5 separate regions of the Mus musculus genome follow, and all the other regions are linked to region 3. A link is a contact called in public ChIA-PET, Hi-C and HiChIP or PLAC-seq data. All regions are on one chromosome and are shown on one strand. The core of a region is the stretch at or near the end of the contact, and the rest is flanking DNA. Distances in the headings are between cores, read along the strand shown. Region 1 overlaps Xpnpep3 (X-prolyl aminopeptidase 3, mitochondrial). Region 2 overlaps Slc25a17 (solute carrier family 25 (mitochondrial carrier, peroxisomal membrane protein), member 17). Region 3 overlaps Mrtfa (myocardin related transcription factor A). Region 4 holds the start of Grap2 (GRB2-related adaptor protein 2). Region 5 has its middle 57 kb from the start of Rbx1.

What was found. A called contact is a pair of places that touch in the nucleus more often than the background predicts. ChIA-PET counts read pairs in DNA pulled down with a chosen protein or histone mark. HiChIP or PLAC-seq counts read pairs in DNA pulled down with a chosen protein or histone mark.
Region 1: an RNA polymerase II ChIA-PET map of memory CD8 T cells shows a contact between it and region 3, with 9 read pairs. The contact joins two enhancer-like sites. A contact is called at or near these places in 5 of 39 promoter capture datasets (the 3T3-L1 cell line, the C10 cell line, cranial neural crest and 1 more) and 3 of 115 datasets of contacts at active chromatin or transcription factors (memory CD8 T cells, pancreatic cancer cells and pro-B cells).
Region 2: an H3K27ac HiChIP or PLAC-seq map of regulatory T cells shows a contact between it and region 3, with 3 times the contacts expected there. The contact joins two enhancer-like sites. A contact is called at or near these places in 2 of 39 promoter capture datasets (embryonic stem cells and pre-B cells), 1 of 15 datasets of contacts at CTCF or cohesin (the NIH/3T3 cell line), 3 of 115 datasets of contacts at active chromatin or transcription factors (fibro-adipogenic progenitors, large pre-B cells and regulatory T cells) and 1 of 9 other capture datasets (embryonic stem cells).
Region 4: a Hi-C map of CD8 T cells shows a contact between it and region 3, with 4 times the contacts expected there. The contact joins the promoter of Grap2 here to the enhancer-like site in region 3. A contact is called at or near these places in 1 of 484 Hi-C or Micro-C datasets (CD8 T cells), 1 of 115 datasets of contacts at active chromatin or transcription factors (pancreatic cancer cells) and 1 of 9 other capture datasets (embryonic stem cells).
Region 5: an RNA polymerase II ChIA-PET map of memory CD8 T cells shows a contact between it and region 3, with 31 read pairs. The contact joins two enhancer-like sites. A contact is called at or near these places in 1 of 484 Hi-C or Micro-C datasets (CD4 T cells) and 2 of 115 datasets of contacts at active chromatin or transcription factors (memory CD8 T cells and pancreatic cancer cells).

What each region holds. Positions count from the first base shown.
Region 1 is chr15:81,415,953-81,418,652 of GRCm38.p6, reverse strand. The region is part of intron 2 of Xpnpep3 (X-prolyl aminopeptidase 3, mitochondrial); the gene reads right to left. It overlaps Gm17025 (predicted gene 17025), which reads left to right. Exons shown (of 3, transcript NR_166833.1): 3 at 2,699-2,700. Among named protein-coding and RNA genes, the nearest start is that of Gm17025, 4.4 kb to the left of the region's middle. Within about 2 kb of position 1,427, at least 106 of the 459 cell types and tissues checked have an H3K27ac peak or open chromatin away from gene starts, as enhancers often do. A contact at or near this core is called in memory CD8 T cells, where this site is marked.
Region 2 is chr15:81,329,137-81,331,836 of GRCm38.p6, reverse strand. Slc25a17 (solute carrier family 25 (mitochondrial carrier, peroxisomal membrane protein), member 17) reads left to right here. Exons shown (of 9, transcript NM_011399.3): 5 at 2,671-2,700. Among named protein-coding and RNA genes, the nearest start is that of Slc25a17, 30 kb to the left of the region's middle. Within about 2 kb of position 1,321, at least 25 of the 459 cell types and tissues checked have an H3K27ac peak or open chromatin away from gene starts, as enhancers often do. A contact at or near this core is called in regulatory T cells, where this site is marked.
Region 3 is chr15:81,044,268-81,046,967 of GRCm38.p6, reverse strand. Mrtfa (myocardin related transcription factor A) reads left to right here. Exons shown (of 14, transcript NM_001082536.2): 3 at 1,614-1,679. Among named protein-coding and RNA genes, the nearest start is that of Sgsm3, 68 kb to the right of the region's middle. Within about 2 kb of position 1,422, at least 134 of the 459 cell types and tissues checked have an H3K27ac peak or open chromatin away from gene starts, as enhancers often do. A contact at or near this core is called in CD8 T cells, memory CD8 T cells and regulatory T cells, where this site is marked.
Region 4 is chr15:80,571,210-80,573,909 of GRCm38.p6, reverse strand. Grap2 (GRB2-related adaptor protein 2) reads right to left here and starts at 1,313. Exons shown (of 8, transcript NM_001289442.1): 1 at 1,169-1,313.
Region 5 is chr15:81,522,134-81,524,833 of GRCm38.p6, reverse strand. No RefSeq gene overlaps it. Among named protein-coding and RNA genes, the nearest start is that of Rbx1, 57 kb to the right of the region's middle. Within about 2 kb of position 1,438, at least 432 of the 459 cell types and tissues checked have an H3K27ac peak or open chromatin away from gene starts, as enhancers often do. A contact at or near this core is called in memory CD8 T cells, where this site is marked.

The DNA.
Region 1 (2,700 bases), core at 178-2,677, 370 kb before region 3:
AAAAACTCCAATTCTAGGGGATCTGAGAGCCGATGCCCTCTTCTGACATCTACAGACATCAGGCATGTGAACACACACACACACACACACACACACACACACACACACGCAAAGCATTCATGCACATAATGTAAAATAAAACTAAACAGGTTGAGGTGGGCATGATGCTAATCCTGGCACTTGGGGAGGTGAAGTAAGGAAGTCACTAATGAGTTCCAGGTCAGAGAGGGCTACATAAAGGAATGTGTCAAAAGCAAACACCATTATTTATTTCTCTTTCTCACTCCCGCTTCGCTTCCTTTCCTTTCCTTTCCCTTTCCCTTTCCCTTTCCTCCCCTCCCTTCCCCTTCCCTTCCCAGCCTTAATGATCTCCGGACTTGCTGAAATTTGCTGAGTCAGTCTATGGGGTCATGACATGTACATTTTCCTTGATAAAGTTCACCCAATGGTTTTGACACACAAGTGGGCATCAGATCCCCTGGGACTTGAGTTACAAGGTTATGAGCCACCATGTGGGTGCTGAGAATCAAATGCAGGTTGTCTAGAAGAGTAAATAGTGCTCTTTATCGCTGAGCCATCTCTGCAGCCCAACACTTCAGATATTAAAGTCAAATCTTGAACAATTAATTTTTTAAAGATTTATTTATTTATTATATATATATGAGTACACTGTAGCTATCTTCAGACACACTAGAAGAGGGCGTCAGATCCCATTATAGATGGTTGTGAGCCACCATGTGGTTGCTGGGATTTGAACTCAGGACCTCTGGAAGAGCAGTCAGTGCTCTTAACAACTGAGCCACCTCGCCAGCCCAACAATTAACTTTTAAGCCAGGCAATGGTGGCGCACACCTTTAATCCCAGCACTTGGGAGGCAGAAGCAGGTGGATCTCTGTAAGTCTGAGGCCAGCCTGGTCTACAGAGTGAGTTCCAGAACAGCCAGGGCTACACAAAGAAACCCTGTCTCAAATCAACCAACAAACAAAAAAACCACTTCTTTTTTAAGGGAGAACTTACCTAAATTATATAAAGATGAGTTTGTAAGTGACTTAGAAACATTTAAGGGGAGACATCTTGGGAGTGTGACTCTATAACTCAACAGTACTTTTCTGAGTGTGGAATTATAAGTAACTAAGTATGCTTTTCTACATTTGGTACTATTTGTCTCACGGTAGGACTCCTTTAACAGGAAAAAGATTGACATATTTTGCCAAAGTTGTAAATTGTAGGCTTTCCTGTAACTATGTCAAATGCTAAATGTGAGGTTTTTTTTTTTTTTTGAGCAAAGTTACAACTGACACATTTTACACCTTAAGTTGACTTCAGCTCTGTAGTTCTCACAGGCTCTCACAATATAGCTCTGGCCGTGCTGGACCTCGTTATATAGACCAGGGTTGTAACCTCCCCCACCCCCTCAGCCTGAAACCTGTTTGCTCAGGTTTCACTGTTTGCATGGGGTGGAGCCTGCCGCTCTATCGGTCAGCCACGCCCACTGCTGGAGCCTGCCGCTCTATCGGTCAGCCACGCCCACTGCTGGAGCCTGCCGCCTTGCTGTTCTGGAGCCATACACGTGGTCACCCTGCAACTGGACTCCAGGATTACTTGGCGGGAATTAGCCCCATCCCCCTCCTTCATAACTCGGTGCACGAATTAGTAAAATTGAGCTTTGATCAGAACCCGATTGTCTTAGCTCCGTTCTTTTTCCCGTCTGTCTAGTTCCTTTCTTTCAGCTCTTCAGCCGTACCCGTTCCTCGAGAGCTGCTGGCCGGCTCGAAGCACAGGGTCACCTCAGACTCACAAGATATCCTTCTCCCTCTGATTCTCAAGTGCTAGGATTAAGGCATGTGTCATCACTACTGGCTAAAACAGATTAAAAGAACGTATATATGTCTGTTTATGGATAAGTGTGCAGGATTCATGCTTAAATACCATATCCCTGTAAAGTCTGCATGCTCAGTGGCATGGCACACAGTCTCTTTAAACTTTAAGACATTGATGACTTCTGTGAAAATATTTTACGTATGTATGTATGTATGTATGTAATGTATGCATGCATACATGCACGCACCTATACCACTGATCTTTGTTCCTAACATAATACTTTGACCAGGTACTGGCACCATACTGAACAGTGGCCACATCCTTCCAAGCACAGAGCTCATATTACTGTGAAAAAACAAACCAAAACCAAAACCAAACCCACTACCTTTGTGACTAGGAGGAGGAGAGGGTATGAAAAGTGTGCATCTTCACTCACAAAAGCTGACTCCAAGTACTATTTTTCTCCTTTTCAAGGGAACTTCCATGTTCTATGTGCTCAGCACCAAGACTAAATATTGATGTTTTATTTCAAGTTGCTTTTAATACTGTTCGCAGAGCGATATTCAGATCTGCGACCAAGGCAAAAATAAAGATCATATACAGAATATAGAAAACAGTGATTTAGACATGAAGTCATTCATCTTTATATGCTTGTGATGGTCAAGGCCTGGCAAATGCAGCTTACCACAAAGTATTTCACCACAAGAAATCAATTATTTCAAAGCTGGTAAAATTTAGGTATCAATTCAACCTTTCTTCTTCCTTTAAACAAAAACTACAAGTAGGTTGATAGGGTTAAAAAAAAAGTAGTATCAACTGGACTACTATTATGCTTACCTTACAGCTTTGAAAAACTCTGATTTCTTGTGTGTTTCAGTG
Region 2 (2,700 bases), core at 72-2,571, 280 kb before region 3:
TTTTTGAGTGGTAGTAAATGGCTTTTAGAGAGAATGAGTGCACCTGGAGACCAGAGCAGTTTGTGTGATTCTCCCTGGAAGTGAGTTGGCAGGGGAGACAGATTGCTGTTTGTGACAGTCTATCCAGGGGTAGTAACGTAACCCACTTTTCTCTCCTGTGACACTCAAGGATGTCATCTTTAGGCAAATAAGGGAACACCAGAGTGGACCCTCTTCCAGACTCCAAGAGCCTACATTTAAAAATTGCTCTAATCCTGCTGAATTTGGGATGCTGTTCCCTGGCCCCTTCGTCTGGATTGGGGAGTAGGGTGGCGTTCCCGTGCTCCTTCTCCCGGATGGCTGGATGGTGTTTGTGTATTTGGTTAGTCTTGACTTGGTTCTGCTTTCTCATAAATGATATGTTATTGAAAAGGAAAAGAAAAGGTAGATTCATAGATACTCAAAAGAAAAGTAACCCCCTGCTCTTAGGTAAGAAGAGTATTAATTAGAACTCAGGTCTTAGAGCTGAAGCAACACCCACAGATTAGAACCAACAGGAGTGCACCCCTGAGGGTCTGCCTGTGTGGGGTGTTATTAGGAACTGAAGTTAGTCATGAGTAGCTCTGGAATGCTGCCATTTGCTTGATTATGTAAGTTGCAATTTTTGTGAAGTTTTTAAAAAGCATTGTCAAGTATTTTTTGAGTGCATTCCACCCCAGAATTCATAAAATTATCGTGGTAAAAAGGTACCTCTCCATCCATTCTGACTTAGAGGATGGAGGCAGTCCTTGATCTTCACAGATGCAAAGCTTTGCAATGACTTTTGATCCCTTCATTTAAATATTGTGGTGCACTCTGTACTCGAGGCTGCCCTCAGAACCTTTCAGTCTTTCTGCTGTATTAATAATGGGAACAAGGAAGCAGAGCCTTAGATAATGGCTGAATGTTAGTCTTGGCTGTGTTGCTCCTTGTGTTTTGTGCACACCTACTTCTTGAATAGAGCCTGAAGGACGTTTTGATTTCTAAAGGATCTGACTAAAGGGCAATGCATTTCATTTATTTGGGATGGTGCATACACGCTTTTCTGTGGTACCCCCGGGTTCCAAGCTCTCCCGTGCTCTCTTCCTCTGCAGGGAGTGGGGAGGTCGGGGAGGTGCAGGGGGCAGGCAGGCAGAGACACCACATTTGCTGGCCTGACTTTCCCAGATCCTGATTTGTCTCTGTAAAGTGAAGTGCACATCATATCAAGTAGGCATGTATTCTGAACTCTGGACAGATAGGCTGTGGGGCACTGGTGCCTTTGGAAAGAGTCGAGCAAAGAGCTCCTGTGGCAGGCAGAGCCTTTTCAGACTGTGCTCAATGCCTTGAGAGAGTATATGAATATAGGGTCAGAGCTACGGATGGCTTCTTGGTATTCTGTGACTCTGTAGAAATGCAACTCATAAGATTACTTGGTACTGACTTTTAGTTGGGGGAAATATCAGTTGGTACAATGCTCCTGGAAAATAAGCAGAAAACCGTCTTACTTTGGTAATGGTATGAAACCAACAAAACTATAGATTTGAGTTGCTTGGCTGCTTTCACAAAGTCTATCCTTGATTAAACTGTTTTCTCTGTAGGGTTTTTTGAGATTCCTTACACGAAAACATGTTTTTGTCTGTGTTGTGTTTAGAGGACTTTTGGCAAGGGGGTGGGGCTTCCTTTTCTTCTTCAGGATCCTTCCTGTTTATTTATTCTTCAGGGCTCAGCTGGAGCCTGACAGTTCCATTACACATGCTCACTGCTTGTCCCTTGGTTGACCTGTAGTTATAAAGTAGATACCCTTTGTCAGGCATTTTGTTACAATCCTATATGGTATTTTCTTTAATCATTTCAGGATGATGAGAAGTTTTAGTTTCTCAAGATGCTGTTAAATTGGGACCATGTGTTTTCAAAGAAGCACCTGGCTCACGGTGCTGCTCTGAGGCAGCTTGTGGGGCCAAGGTTGATCTTCATGCTTGTAAGGGTCACAGCGCCTGGAGCTGGCTCCTTTCGGTATTTTGTGACACTTTGTAACTGCTGCCTGCTGCTGGCTGTCCTAATCCTCTGAGTGATGAGCTCTTCTGTGAGCTTTTGGTCCCAGTTGAAGCACTTAGAAATGCCAGTCTGTCCTCCCACTTGTCACCCAGAGTACCAGATCACACTGGTTTAAAACCCTGTGCTGCTTACGTGATAGTGGGCCGTTGTTTCCTCTGATGCTGACATGGATTTAGCATGGTGTCATTCTCCTCCCTCTCTATTATTTAACAGTTGTGTTTAAGACTATATCAAACTGCCACTTTGTTTTGTTTTGCACTTCTGGTGATTAAACCAGGCCTTGCATGTGTTAGACAATTGCTCTATCCCTGAGTTAAACCCCCAACCCCAAATCACCATTCTGAATCTTATTTAAAAAAAAAAAATCACCAAGTGATTGCCCTCACTGAGTGAGGAAGGGAGTTCTCTGCCTTGTTGTGTGAGTGTGTGAGGAAGCCCTGCTATCAGCCGGGCTTCCAGATGGCTTCTAACAGCAGTGGCATTTGTTGTAACCCAGCACAAAGTTAAGCCTTACCTGAAGTCAGTGGCAGAAATAGAAACTGGCTTATTGGTGTAACTTAAGACAGCGAAGATAGCGGGGAACCGTGCTTTCAGGCGTCTTTCTCTGTTTTTAAGGAGTGGTGAATGTGCTGCTGACGACTCCGC
Region 3 (2,700 bases), core at 173-2,672:
GGAATTAAAGATGTATGCCAATTCAATTTTTATAGCCAAGGTAGGCTTTGAATTTTTGATCCTCCTGCCTTAGTCTTCTGAGTAGCTGCCCCTAATTCCTGTCATTAAATGCCTGCTATAATAAAATACAAATAACATTTTTTCTTTTTTGAGACAGACTTTTACTTTGTAGCAACCCCAGGCTGATGTGAAAATTTTAACTGTCCTTTGCCTCAGCCTCCAAAGGCTGGGAGAATATAGGTATGAGCCACCATGCTTGGCTTAATAAGACTTTTTTTTTTTTAATTAAATTTATAGGAGTTTGTAAATTAGCAGGGGGGATATTCAGAGGTAACCACGCACAGCACCCAACATCACTGTTCAGGTAAAGTAGCTTAGGTGACCCAACGTAATTCTGAATATAGTGGAGAATATAGAGAAGAAGAGAAAAAGAAAAAGAGAGTGGACATTTTCAAGCAAAAATGAAATTTTAAAGGTGAGGGAAAGTCCATGGTACTTAAGGAAGAGTAAAATTTAACATTCTCGTTGGGGTGTCTCACCCTAGGGAATCGTGCCTGGAAGTCCCCATTGCAGCCTGATGTGACATAAGAGCAGAAGGAGGCAAGCAAGCTTGCTAACAGGACAGGGAAAGGAACTTGGAACATAAATCATAATTTTGAGAGAAAGAGAAGTTCTGCTTGTTCCTGTGACCTTGAAGCGTAGGCAAGAGCCCAGCCAGCGTCCTCCCATCCTTGGGTGCCTCTAAAAATCGCTGCGTAGAAAAGGCCCGTGTTAGTACACCACTGTTCCTAGTATTTGTAGGTTACCCTCAGATATGACTTTCAGGGCCCTGCAGTTGAAACCTGTTAGACAGAAGGGGACTTGCTGTGGGCTCTGGGATCCTCCTAACCCTCCCTAGACATTTTCTTAGCATCGTAACCACAGCTATGCTAGTTGATCCTTTGAGTAGTGTATAGTTGTAAAGATGGTTGATGTTTAATTTGATAAAGATCCCTGTTGTTTCATTGAGCAGTGTTGCCAAACAGAGCTAGGAGCGACACCTGTCTCCACTAGCCCGATGTACACTAAGTCGTAGCTCTTGGGTGTCTCCTCTCAGCAGAGAAAGCCCTGTGTGAAAACAGAAGCATGTGGACGGCAAGATACCTTGTAGTCTAGAGGAATGTGGTGTGTGTGAAAGTAGCCATACTTTTTAGATTGTGGTCTCTGTGCAGAGTGCATTTGTTCAACATGCTATGTGCAAACACTTAGAACTTATACAGCTCTTTGTGCTGGGCGCTGGCCCCATTAGACTTTCTTTGAGCTTAGAACTGGTTGGTGTTTCTCAGTCCCAGGAGGAAGGCTGAGTTCTGTAAGGTTTAAGCAAGAGGCAAGACTGGTAGTTTGTGGATTGTTATCACCCTGCAAGACTCTTCGCAACTTCCTCTTGCCGCCCACAGCAGAATGCGGAAACCCTGCTGTGTCAGGCCACTTCTGCAGTTACCCACAGTTGCAGTTTGGGATCCTCCTTTCATACCATAGGCTACCTTTTAGACTTTGCTGCATTTGAGAATGTGTCTGCTGAGGTGGAATGGCTGACTAACCTGCATCTGTCTTCTCTTCTTGCCACCATGCAGTGCTGCAGTTGAAGCTCCAGCAGCGGCGGACCCGGGAGGAACTGGTGAGCCAAGGGATCATGCCGCGTAAGTGTCTCTCGGTGTTTGTACACTTGCTCCTTGGGTTGGCTTGGCTCCTCGGTGGCATAGGAGCACCCTACAGAGCAGGGGTCAGGGGTCTCGTTCCAGTCTTACCCGCCTCTTACTTTTCCATCAGGAGTCCTTGATGGATGGAACAGGTTGTCAATTGCCCAGATTCATCATGTTCAGTGAAACAAGCAGTGCTAGGCTTCCAGCAGGTCGGCAGATAGCCCCGTGCCTTTGAATTGCCTCTTTCCTGGGTTCCCAGCATCCCTTCATGGGAGGAGCAGGGGCTGCTCTGTTCACATCCACTTCACCTCTGTGCTCAGCTGTTAGGAAGAAACCTCTCCTCTCCCCTTGCAGACAGGTACCGTCAGTGAACTACAGTTTATTTTAGAGCTGTGAGGCACCCATGGCGGATACGCGTGTGTGTATGCCTGGATGGAGCTGTTGGTGAGCTGTTCTGACACTGGGCCAGTGTCTGCATCCCTGGGGTAGAAGTGAAACCACGCCTTAGACTCTGTTAGAGACAAGAAAGCCTGTTTTGAATACTAAGAGCACCGTAGACAGTGAAGGCTAGAACCAGGGTCTTGCTCTTCTGACATGTCTTCATGAGTTCTCAGCAGATCATACAAGCTTCCGTCCCCTGGTGGTATGTCGTCACCACTCGGCTCCACCCTGAGGAGGAAGACAGCGAGAGAGCGCACACACACACACACACACACACACCCCAGCAGCATCTGCTGTCATGATGTTTCATGGTCTCCCCCACATGTTACTGCCCACTGTCCCGTTGCCCCGCTGCCATCCATGTTGTTGGCCACTCACTCAGAGGAATCATGTGTGCAGCTACAGTGAATCTGCCCCTGCAAGAGTGGAGGGAGGAAGTGGAGACAAAGGAAGAAGATAATATTACACCTCTTAGTAAGTGTGATGTAGTAAATTAATGGTGGTGGATGTGTTTACAGTTAACAGGAAAAAGTTGGAGACACAGCCGGGCGTGGTGGCGCACGCCTTTAATCCCAGC
Region 4 (2,700 bases), core at 64-2,563, 470 kb after region 3:
TTTTTAAAAACTTGGCATCGAAATATACTACTTGCAGGAGGATCTCTGTGAGTTCGAGGCCAGCCTATGCTACACAGACAGGGCAGACAGGGCTACACAGAGAAACCCTGCCTTGGTGGGGGGGTGGGGGGGGGGAGAGGGAGACACTACTTAATAGTGGCTGCTTCTTTCAAGAGGGCCTCTCTAAAATTATACTATGAATATCAAGCTTTGTAGGCCATGTTGATTCACTAAAAGAGACCAGGTTAAACTAAACGTTCTTTCTGAAATCAAAAATGAAGAAGAAAAAAAAAGGGACCCTATAACAAATTAGCAGTTTATAATAAATGGACCCATATGCAAGGCTCTTCCACTGAAGTTTCTCACCCTCCAACAATGTGTGCTCATCACTGCCTTATCCCTGCGGTGGTTTGGAGACCAAGTAGCCCCCCTTAGTCTATCTCTGGATGAGTACTTCTAATGATATACAAAGTGTTCCATATGCCTTATTAACAAGGCTGCACTTGAGGTTAAGTGGATGCAGTCATGGTTAAGTCAGTGAAAACCTGGTCTTTGCATTCCTTTCTCAGGTTCTGAAACAGATGGGGACAAGAGCAGAAACCAGAGATGGTCTTTAAAGATGCCACACAACTATTAATAAAGAGACAAAGATAGACAACACCCTCTCCTCATGTCTTCCCACGGGAAGTTTTCTCTTATTAAAGGAACTCAGACCAGTGTTCTTCGTAAAGAGAGCAAATGCCGCCAGAACTAGCAGTTTGGAGTTGGTGAAAAAATTGAGCAAGTCCTCAGAGTCTGGGCTCAATTCCCTACCACCTGCCACTCCCCGACTTCACTATTGAAGGGGGATTTTTTTTTCCCCCTCTGGGACCTCAACATCCAAGGTCTTTCCCAGAGATCGCTCTGAAGCCAGTTAGTAGAACTGCCGTTTTTTCCCCCATGGGCCCAGTAAAGACCAAGTTTTCTCTAGTTCGTTTGACAGAAGTTGAATCCAATCCCTACTAACGTAAGCCAACTAGATAAGAAGCCTAGGCTGATGGCTGAAGTATTGCCAGCAAAGTTCAGAAAACCAGTAGGACTAGCTTTCATTAGATTTGGCTTACAGAGAACAGAATCTTAAAAGCGCTCAAGGTTTCCAGAGGGCGTGCACCCACGACGCATGACTTACCTTTGGGACGCGAAGAGGTTGAGTTGAGCGTGTATCTCGGCTTTGACAACGAGTTATTAGAATTGCCTTTTGCCAGTGGGAAGATGCATTCAAATGTCAAGTTTACCGCGCCGCCTCAGCCTACAGGTCTGCCTTGTGCTGGTTTCTGAGCACCACACTGAAGCAGGTCGCAAGCCCCAGATCCATCAATACAGCTTCCTCCTCCCTGCCCCTTGCCCTCCTCCAAGCTCCCCCCCAGCCAGTCTGCAGGCAAACCACACAGGAACTAGCAGACACCCTGCTGCGCAGAGCTGGGCGTGAGCCTCAGATTATGTGGTTTTGTTTTCTAGCTGCTAGAGTTGAACCAAAACGCAGGAGGTTCACCGAAACATGCCTGCTCCTATTCGTTTCAGTTTTAACAAAACCCGCCTGCCCCCAACGCTCACATACACATACGAAAACTTCTGAAAACACGCCTGCCCCCAACGCTCACATTCACACAAGAAAACTTCTGAGTTTGGATATGATCCGGTAACAAGCTGCTGCTGGCCTCAAGGAAAAAGCCTGTTTTCACATCATTCCATCCGGAGAAATGCAAAGGCCACTGGGAAAAAGTTAAAGTCTTCCCTGGTCAATCATGATGTTAAAATCTCAGAGAAACCGCTTGCTAAGTGTAGCCAACCCATTTACATAACTCTTAGCTTGTGATACAAATCTTGACCCAAGAGAGAAGGAAGAAAACAGTGGGAGGCTCTCTAAGCCAGGAGTTCTGTTAGTGACACAGACACACGACACAGACACACACTATGGGGGTTAACTAGCCGATAAGCCAGGGGTTCTAAGTCCAGGCTTGCTATGGTCAAGAGTGCAGATCTTTCCTTGGACCCGTGGGACTTCACGTTCTCTTGAGCAAGCTGGACCCAAGGCTCTCTGACAATTTAAGAATCATCATCTCCCTCAACTTCCCCAGTTCTCACCTCCATATTTCTAACTCTCCCTGCCCCCACACCACCTGCAGCCCGTTGAAGTCTCTCTTCCTTTCTCTTTGTTCTTGTATCTCTTGCACAAAAAGGAGACGCATTTCAACTGGCTAAGCAAGGCCTTTAGAGTTTGGAGGCTGGATCCAAGGAGAAGAGGGACATTTCGGGATACCTCCGGCATGAATCTCTGCATAGTTTTTTCCCCATTTGATTCAATTTGAAGTTCTAAGAGTATAACTTAGACTTCATTCCTGACTTCTGAGGCGGTATCTCATTGCTTCTTTAAATGATAAACTTTACTAAAAAGTTATTTTATTTTAGTTTTTGGTTTGCAAGATAGAGTTTCCCGGAACTTGCTCTGTAGACCAGGCTGGCCTCAAACTCAGAGATGTACCTGCACTACCTCTGAGTGCTGAGATTAAAGGAGTGTACTACCACCACTGGGCTTGAAGATTTATATTTTAAAAACCCTTTTCTCATTATAATCTCTCACTTTTTTTTTGAGACATGTTTTCTTCTGTGCTGTAGCCCAGGCTATGCCTAGAACTCTTTGACTTCCAGCTGCAGCCTCAA
Region 5 (2,700 bases), core at 189-2,688, 480 kb before region 3:
ATACAGAGCTCAGGAGTTGGTTCAGCTACAGCAGGTGAATGCTTCCAAAAAGCACCTGAGTTGGATTTCTGGGACAGACCTCATTAGAGAAAACCGGCTCATGAGAGAAGTCTCAAAAACAAACAAAACAAAAAGCCGGGCTTGGTTGCTAGTTCCTTTAATCCCAGCACTCGGGAAGCAGAGAAAGGTATTGAATCTCCATAGTGAATTCCAGGCCAGCCCCTGTCCCAAAAGCAAAGATATCCTCTGACCTCAGAGGGATTGTAGTGGAACACACACATAAACAAACAAATGTAAGAAACATACAAAAACAACAATAAAAAAGCAGAGGCTAGAGAGATGGTTCAGCGTTTAAAAACATTTACTGCTCTTGCAGAGGATCTGAGGTCCGAGCACCCATGTTGGGCAATTCATCCTCTTGTAATTCCAGGGGTTCTGAAGCCCTTTTCTGACTTCTTCAGACAGCTATAACAAATGGCGCGCGCGGACACACAGACACACACACACGGGGATAAGAAGAAAATTTAAGTTCCGAGGAAAAAAAGAAAAAGACGTTCTCCCCCTGTTCACTCCGGAGAGTCCGCATCTCACTTTAGGATTTAACCCCACCCCCACCCCCCGCTCAGATTTTCATATTTAAAGCTCTCTTTTTCTCAAGACCCCAGTCCAGCCCCTCGCCTAATATGGTCACTTTCAGCCTCCAGCTAGCAGTCTTAATTAAGCTCATTTCTACCAGCTCTGACGTCCACAACCAGTTCCAGCACCCGCCTGGCCATCCGTTGGCTCAGAAAACATCTCATGCTGATATTCCTTAAATATTTCTTGATTCCTGTCGGCGATGTTCATGTACACGACAAAGAGTTAAAATCTATCCCTCCATCTTTATTTCAACTTTTTTGCTGTTTAACCTACCGGGCTTTTAAAGAAAGGTTTCTAAAGAAACAGTAAGACTTTCATCAGGACTCAGCAATCATTCCGGACGTAAACTGAAATATACAGTCAGGGATTTGTTTCACAATCCCGGGGAAGGGCAGCAGTGGGGGTGGGCGGGAGACGGACAAATCCAGATTGTCAGGAGCTGAGTGTTTATCTAGATGTGCAGGGGGTGGGGGTGGAGGTGGGAGGGGGGGTGCATTAGGACCGTGACTTTGGTTCGTGTCCGAAATTCTTCCTAGTCCAAGTCAACAGAAAGCCGCAGATGAACCACTGCTCTGTCGCAACCCTCCTCACCGACAGGAACTCTTTGTATCGGACTGTAAGGTTTCGGTACAACAGGAACAATTTAGGGAGGGCATCCTGTTCTTTTGGAGTGCGACCCGAGTGCTAACCCTTTCTGAATCCCAAGCAGGGACAGAGAGTTGCCCAGCAGCCAGCCGCAGGCTGGAGGCAGACGGCCTGGCCACCTTGCTGCGAACCCAGGGGTTAGAGCGCAGCTCCGGACGCCGGAGCTCCGCCCTCATCTAGCCCGGCACGTGCAGCCCGGGGGCGCTTGCTGCTCGTCCTCCCAACCCCCACCCCGGGCACGTGACCAGCCTCCCCAGAGGGAGCGAGTGCGCAGAATGGCTTGCAGCGGAGCTGCGGCGCGCACGCCAGGTTCAAGCCGAGCCCTCAGACCTGGGTGCACCGTAGGGGGACCTAGACCATCGGGAGAGATCGGGGTGAGAGATAGTTGCCCACTCACTCACCCCCGCCAAGCATGAAAGGGCGAGTCCGGGTCCCCCAGCCCTACCCTGCCAGGACCCGCGCTTGCCCAGGTATCTGGGTGTGGCTAGACCCAGCCAGCGCCCGGGGGGTGATGGCCCTCCTCTGCGGAAGTAGCCTGAGCCGCCGCCTTTGTGTTTGTCACCCTTGTAGAGATAAGAAGCCTCTGGGATTCTAGTTTACCTTCCTGTCTCCTTGGTGGTCAGACACTCTCCCTTGCTACCCGGAACAACCCGCTCATACACACTCGGGTGCTTCACTGTCCCCTACAGCTCCCTTACTGGGAGGGGTAGAAGCTCTTAAGAGTGCACAAACACACAAAGTATTTCTTTTCTTTTCCATTTCAAACTCGATGCGTTAATGAGCGTAGTGGCTCAAGCCTTAATCTCAGCGCTTGGTTGAGGCAGGAGGATTGCCGAGAGTTCGAGGACAGCCCGGGTTCCATTACTAAGTTCCGGACCAACACGGTTAGGAATAAGACTCATTCGAACCAAACGAAAGAAAGAAAGGGGGGCGTGGGGGACAATGAAGACGCGTACCCAGCCACCGGGCGTCTGCGTTCCCTTTACGCGCCGCCTCCAGCAATGGCGTCTGTGTCCCGACTCAGACCAAACCACTAGCCGGACACAGGTGTAGCTATTGGCTCCATCTGCAAACGCACGGGGAGCTCCAGTGTGAGCTGGCTTGGGGTGGGGATGTTCTAGGCTCTGAACCCCTAAGCTCGCACCCAGGGTCCTAGACGCAAGAATATGGGGGTACTCTAGCGAAGATGAGGATAGCTGTTGCAGCGCCCCAGGGCGCACGGGGCGGGGCAGTTGAGTCATTCCTCCCGCCAAACCCAGGCTCTTGAGTTCCCCCCCCCCAACCCTGACAACCTCGGGCTTCAGTGATTGGGTTCATGGGACGTCCGCGCTGACGCCCCTCAACTAGTGACCTCCAGAAGCTTGGGTTTCCTGTTCCGTGTAATGGGAGTGGCACTTTTAAAACGAGACTTGGGCT